2 separate regions of the Anas platyrhynchos genome follow, and region 1 is linked to region 2. A link is a contact called in public Hi-C data. All regions are on one chromosome and are shown on one strand. Each heading gives the region's core, a stretch centred on a gene start, on an enhancer-like site or on the middle of the called end of the contact. The rest is flanking DNA. Distances are from core to core; before and after follow the strand shown.

Region 1 (3,133 bases), core at 63-2,562, 74 kb after region 2:
ATACACATCTTTGTGGGAATTAAATCTTTTTATGACACACATTTATACAGGCATTGAACATTCCCAAGTAACTTTGAGCAGAGAATACGCCAAATCTTTAGTTTGGGCAGACAAAATGTATATTTCAGTTTTGATTGTGGAGCTAACATGCAACAGATACAACATTCAGTCTGAGCCACTGTTGATAAGTTGTTCTGTTTTTTCCTGCAAAGATCTTTCTGCTGAACTTGGGTCCTTTTGTCCCTTCTTGTCTTTGCTCTGCTGTTCCTGCAGCTTCAGGATTATTTTTCGTATTTCTTCTCTTTTGGTTTTCATTCTTGGGCGTGGAAACCAGTCTGTTAAGTTCATTGGTAGCTCAAAACTCAGAATGGGATTCTGAAAAGAAAGTTGATTTGGACATTACAGTAGGGAGTTATAACGTAAAGGACTGGGGAGAACTGTAGTGGAAAACATGCATTCTTCCCTGGCTCATCCCTCAGCGTGAAACAAAATTTCTACTGTTTATATCTTTTGTACATGTAGAATTAACGTCAAATAGATCAAGCTTTGCTATGAATATCACACATCCACACCACAGTTCTGGTTATACGAGTGTCCAAATAATCTACTCAGACTGCTATATTGTGTAGGCAAACTATTTGAATTAATTTGTGTGATAGACATCGTACTAATTAAGAGGTAAAAGATAAATAGATACAAGATACAGGGTTTTTTGTTCTCTTTTCTTTTGGAAAAAAAAAAGGGTGGCTAGAATCAAGACCAGATTCCTAATGAGCTCTAGTCCGGTTCTTCTGAATACCTGTGGGACCACAACAAACCAGGAAATTGAGCTTTACATTCCACTCTTAAAAGCAGGGCCTGTGAAGAGCACCTGGCTGCCTGCCGGCCCTTTCTGTGTGCTTACCTCCCGTTTTCCTGCCAGAGGTCACTTACCCGGAGAACTAGCAGGAGGGCTGCGGTGAGGCACAACCACTGCGCCCCGACCCATCAGCACAGCCTGCGGCACGGCGCTTTCTCTCAGCGAGCCCCTCCTGCCTGCCCCATCACCACAGGGACAGCCAGGGGCGGCCATGGCGGCAGCCCGGCCACGGCCCCAGGCGCCCTCCGGTGGCCGAGCCGATGGGGCCCAGCAGGCACCTGCTGTCCTGTTACGCCAGATACCTCGTCAAGCGAGCCTTGGTTTTAAGAAAGACCTACACGACATGGCTTTGATGCTTATTATTAAAAGAAGACGCTTGAAATAAACCCACAAAGCAGAAGATGTGACTGAACAGCCCTACCCATGCAACTAACCATACTCTCCAGGTCAGCTGGTACAGCTGCCAGGACAACTGAGACTTGGTAGCATCTTTCAGACACATTAGCAGCTGCAATGGATTAGCTCAATAGCTGTGAGATATTTTAGTACTGTGCCGCTAGCCCAGGTTTTACTTTCCCACTAGCGTCACCTCTGAGAATACCCTGCGATTTTTTACCAGGCACATCTACGCCCCACTCCTGCTCCCTGGCAGGCAAAGCTGTGGGGCCAGCCAAGACGAGGGATCCAGCCTGCCATAATTCTGTCTGCGGGCACTTGGCAAGAACCAAGGGGTAAGGTCCTTAGAACGTGGCTGCTCCACACTCCCCCACGTACAGAACAAAAAGCTCTCTAGGATGGTTCTAAGCTCTGAAAAGCAAAAGCTAATTAATTAATAAAAAGTGTTTTAAGGCACATTGAATGTTTGGCCTTCATTTTGCATGAATACACTCTTCTAAAGCCTTACTGCTATCACATAAGGTATGAACGAGGGGAGGGTTGAGCAATGGAGAAGGAATCACCAGCTTTCTCAGGAGATTGGTAGTCACAGGACAGCTCAGCAACAGTGCTCTAAAGCACTCCAGACTGTAAAAAGAGTCTACACCCCATACAGGTAACATCTCACTTTACCATTTCTCCTCCCAACCCAGACCTGAGGGTGTTCCATCCTCCCCTTCTGAAAGGAGCCTTAACTTGAAGGCCAAGACAGTTAAAGGAAATAAAAATTCAACTATTTTCTTCAATGGAATTAAGATTTGGCTTCTAGCTATAATGATTTTACTTACATGTTATAATGAAAGCTTAAGAAGTCTAAATTAGCTGTGTTGTATTAATGAATTTATTCACGGTCACATTTCTTAGGGGAAAAAGAACAAGCTTTTATAGTACCACGTCTTTGGTTTAGATTTTGAACTCAAATTTGAACTCTTACTGGGTAATTTTAAAGGCCATGCACTGTAACAACACAAAGCTTTTCTCAGTAATTTCTCAGAAAATTCCATGGCTTCTGGTATCTGGTACCCATGTGTACCAGATATTAAAATATTGGCCATTAGTTTATTTTCCAGGAAGTATTCATTATTATCTGTGAGAACATATAAATTTGTTTCTAATGCATCATCTAATGAATAGCTGTAAAAGCTAAAAGAGCCTTTTATAATTGCAGCACACACTTGATCGCTGCAGGAGACAAAACAAATAGTTACACAAATAGGTATACATACCTCAAAAAAGCTCTCCACATACTGCAGTATGTACACTCCACAATCACTGAAGTTGTTCTGTTGTGGCACTTTTGGGTTGGAACCTTTCATGACTTCTTTGGAAAAGCTTCTTTTATTGCCCTTCCTGACTTCCCATTCTACTTCTAAGTATCTACGATAAAAGACCATGAAAATTAAAATATTGTTTTTCACTTGCAGAATTTTGCAAAAATTACAGTTATGAAACTTACTCCCTTAGTGTTTTCACAACATTTGACCGTGAAGGGCCTCTCAGGGAGTCCATAAGCAAAATGCAGGGCCTGTAAGAGAACATAATTTTAAAGTACAGAGTCTTTTACAACAGCTTAGAAAATACATTACAAAGCTAGCGATTTGTGGGATGACCTTGAACAAAAGTAGATCAGTACTATAACATTTTTACCAGTGCTGCTATAATCCCCTAACTGGGATAGCTAAATACAAAGTTATCTTAAATTTAACCACACACTAAGTACAGAGAACTCCAGTACTACAGTTTCTAAGTGCATTCTGTCAGACTGAAACCATTTGTTACAGGCAAAATCTAGTTACCTAAAAGCCCCCCAGGTGTCCAGTGCTATTTTAGATGCACAAG
Region 2 (3,201 bases), core at 160-2,659:
GTACCCAGTTTACAAGTCCACAAGTTTATGAACTGTTAACAAATATTTGTTTTACAGCATGAAGTATCTGTTTTAAATAATAGGGGGAAATTTCAAGAGATAAAATATGCAAGGAACTTACATAAGCCACATTAATACACTTAATTAACGACGGCTTTCATATATTAAACTTTCTGGTAAAACATGCAGAAAGCTACATTTCTGATTCAGTCAACCCAAAACAATCTGATTGTTTCCCTACAATCGATATGAAACTCCTGTTCATTCTTCCAATGAGTGGATGTTAATTAGTTTCCTAATTAAAAAATCAATGCATTCAACTAAACACAGAACTTTTAATTTGCTCAAAACTGCTTAGCCCAAATTTAGTTTGATAAGTTTTCTTCAACTGCAGAAATAAAAAAAAAATACAACATATATCAAATAGACAGCGTTAGAAAACCAAATGTTAAAACATACAATTCAGTTGCATGCAGTTCAGCTAGCATCCAGCATCCCTATCGGGATGGATTAGACTAGCAGAAAATCTGTGGTGGAAGCAGAGATTTTTCATAAGCAAATGGAAACTGTAGTGAAATTGAGTTTTCATGAAGCTCAGTTTCAGAAAAGTCCTAATTTTCATGGTATTGAAATGTTATCATCAGTACCCACATCTAAACGCATTCTTTGTGATTATTTGTTCTCCATGTGCAGATAGAAAAAAATCACCTAGGAAGTTACTTTGATAATAGCTTCTTGTTAAAATGTAAGCTTGTTAAAAAAGGGACACTTTTTTTAAGGCTGCTATTTACTTCAATAGTGGTTCATTCTGTCTAGCTATAAAAAAAAATACAATCATCTCTTATCTTGTTTCATTATTTTATATGTTTCTATGAAACCACATTAACTTCACAGTTAAGGTTAAACATTTGTTCACCAGCAGCAAGCAGCAGCACATTTCTGGATTGCTGTTTGTTGTTTTTTTTTTAAACTGGAACTCAACTTCAGCAGACTCAGATGTGACAAACAGGGCAACCAATCACCCTGACACTTGAGAAGCGTGGACACAGGCAGGTGGATGGGGGCTCTCTCCTCCCCCCAATTAGAGCATCTCATACCTAATACCACAGGAGCACACCACACTGATGGGACTGCTGTGAAGCCCCCATGACGAGAGATGCGCCCAGTATCTTCTGAAATGCTTTTGGCTGTAATTAACAGCGTTAACATCCCTCAAATCGGTGTAGTTGTTAAATCTGGTAACGTAGCCAGTTTTCTGTGTAGATCCCGTATTTAACAGGCTGACTGGCTTCCTTTTACTGCGACTCACTTGATGACCGTGCCTTTGGCGCCCCCCGCCGTGGTGAGCATGACGCGGGTGGTCAGGCTGCCGCGCAGGTCGTCCTCGTCCAGCCCCAGCAGCGCCGCGCAGCACTCCAGCGCCGTCTGGCTCCGTGCCTTCAGCGTGCAGCCCCCTGCGAGCAACCGCCACAGCCGTTACCCAACCGCCGTAACCGCCGCCCAACCGCCATAACCGCCGCCACTGCCCCGCTACCCCCTCAGCCCCTGCCCCACCGCTCCCCCCACTGTGTCACACACGTTCTTAATTTTTTTTTAGTGTTTGTTAACAAACGTGAGGTGATTGAAGGATGTTACCCGATTTTATATTTTTTTGCCGATGTTGAAATACACAGCACCACATGCAAGGTTTTGCCACTCCGCGGTGTATTCCTAATCACTTTTTAAATCCTTTCCATTTTTTTCATATAGATCTTGAAATTCTGACTCCCTATCACTCAAAAGTTTCCACAAAGAATGCCAACTAACCTGTAATTGATAGGTTTTTGCCTTTAAATCGTCCCATTTCATAGGCATATCAAACCAATCTGCTCTGAGGCGTACTTCCTAATGTTAACGAAACAGCTGCGGGTTTGCAATTTTTATGTAAAATCCTAGGAAATAATGAACTGCAATAATCTTGGCAGAGCAGCTTCAGAGGAATGGAAGTTAGCATCTAGAAACGTATTCACAGATTAAAGATGTGACTAATGAAATGACTAAATGCGGCTACAGATGTGATAAAGACTTAATTCTCAAAAATAAAAAACAAAAGCTATGCCTCAAAAATTCTGTATTTTTAGAACATTGTTCTACACATACATTGTTCACAACCTGCTTTTAAATGGAAGAGCCATCCCAAAACACAGAAGTAGCACAAAACATTGCTAACACCTAGTAACTAACTGCAGCGATGCAAGCTGCTGGATGCCAATGTTCCTGTAATCCTCCAGACTTCCCTGCTATGCACAGAAGCGCCTGGCACAGCTGCCTCCCAGCATTCCCACTGTCACACACATGAGACGAACAATTTCCTAGATAAAGAGGTGGAAGGTGCACTTGGTCCTGCTAGTCAAACATTGCTTGAATTCCATAACTTTGCACTGACGCCACATAAAAGACATGAGGATGGAGTGCTCAAAAGATTAAGTCTTATGTGGATTGATTTGGGAAGCTCTGAAACACCATCAAACCTGTAGCAGTCTGCTTTTGTTTGGTGTTGCCCAGATATTTGAAGCAGCAACAAAACTTTAAAGGATGTCTGGTACAGAAATACACTTCTGGAGCAGTTTGGATGAACACCCTGTGTGCCCACTTACAAGGTGAGAGCAGAAAAATACATTCATTTGCAATGACCATTTAAAAAAAAAAAATGTAAGATTTGACTCCAGGAAATACAGGTTTGAATTTCAACATTCAATGTAACGAACTTTTCAGGTGTTAAAAAGGGTGTCTGCTTCCCTTCTCTCACCCCTGACTTTCCACACCACTTATAGCTCCCCTTCTCGTTTGCTGGCCTCCTAAAATTCCTTCTCCACTCACATTTACATTTTTTTCACGTTGTCCACCTTGTTTTATCCTTGTCAACCCACAGAAGACCCAAGTATGGAAGCTCTCTGCCAGCTTACTATCAAGCCATGAAGCCACTAACCTTCTCTACCTTCATTGTCCTCCTATTTTCTGTCATCTTCATGAAGGTGGCAAGATCAGAAATCGAAACTGGGGAGGTTCTGATATGATAGCTTCGCTGTGACAATAATTAGGCAGTGGAACAAGTTTCCCAGAGAAGTTGTAGAATCTTCTCTTTGAAGTTTTTCCCATCCCTATGAACAACCCTGAACTACTTGGTTTGAATTCAGTATTGGCCCAGCTTTGACCAGAAAA

The links. Hi-C and Micro-C count contacts between places; a contact is called where the count stands out from the background.
Region 1: a contact with region 2 is called in a Hi-C map of liver, with 3 times the contacts expected there. The contact joins two enhancer-like sites. A contact is called at or near these places in 3 of 8 Hi-C or Micro-C datasets (F5 follicle, liver and subcutaneous adipose tissue).

Annotation. Positions count from the first base shown.
Region 1 is chr3:87,673,814-87,676,946 of IASCAAS_PekinDuck_T2T, forward strand. SENP6 (SUMO specific peptidase 6) reads right to left here. Exons shown (of 24, transcript XM_038176186.2): 22 at 2,751-2,819; 23 at 2,521-2,671; 24 at 1-375. The coding sequence ends at 166. Among named protein-coding and RNA genes, the nearest start is that of MYO6, 16 kb to the left of the region's middle. Within about 2 kb of position 1,313, at least 1 of the 8 cell types and tissues checked has an H3K27ac peak or open chromatin away from gene starts, as enhancers often do.
Region 2 is chr3:87,599,667-87,602,867 of IASCAAS_PekinDuck_T2T, forward strand. MYO6 (myosin VI) reads right to left here. Exons shown (of 32, transcript XM_072036260.1): 12 at 1,310-1,454. Among named protein-coding and RNA genes, the nearest start is that of MYO6, 58 kb to the right of the region's middle. Within about 2 kb of position 1,410, at least 3 of the 8 cell types and tissues checked have an H3K27ac peak or open chromatin away from gene starts, as enhancers often do.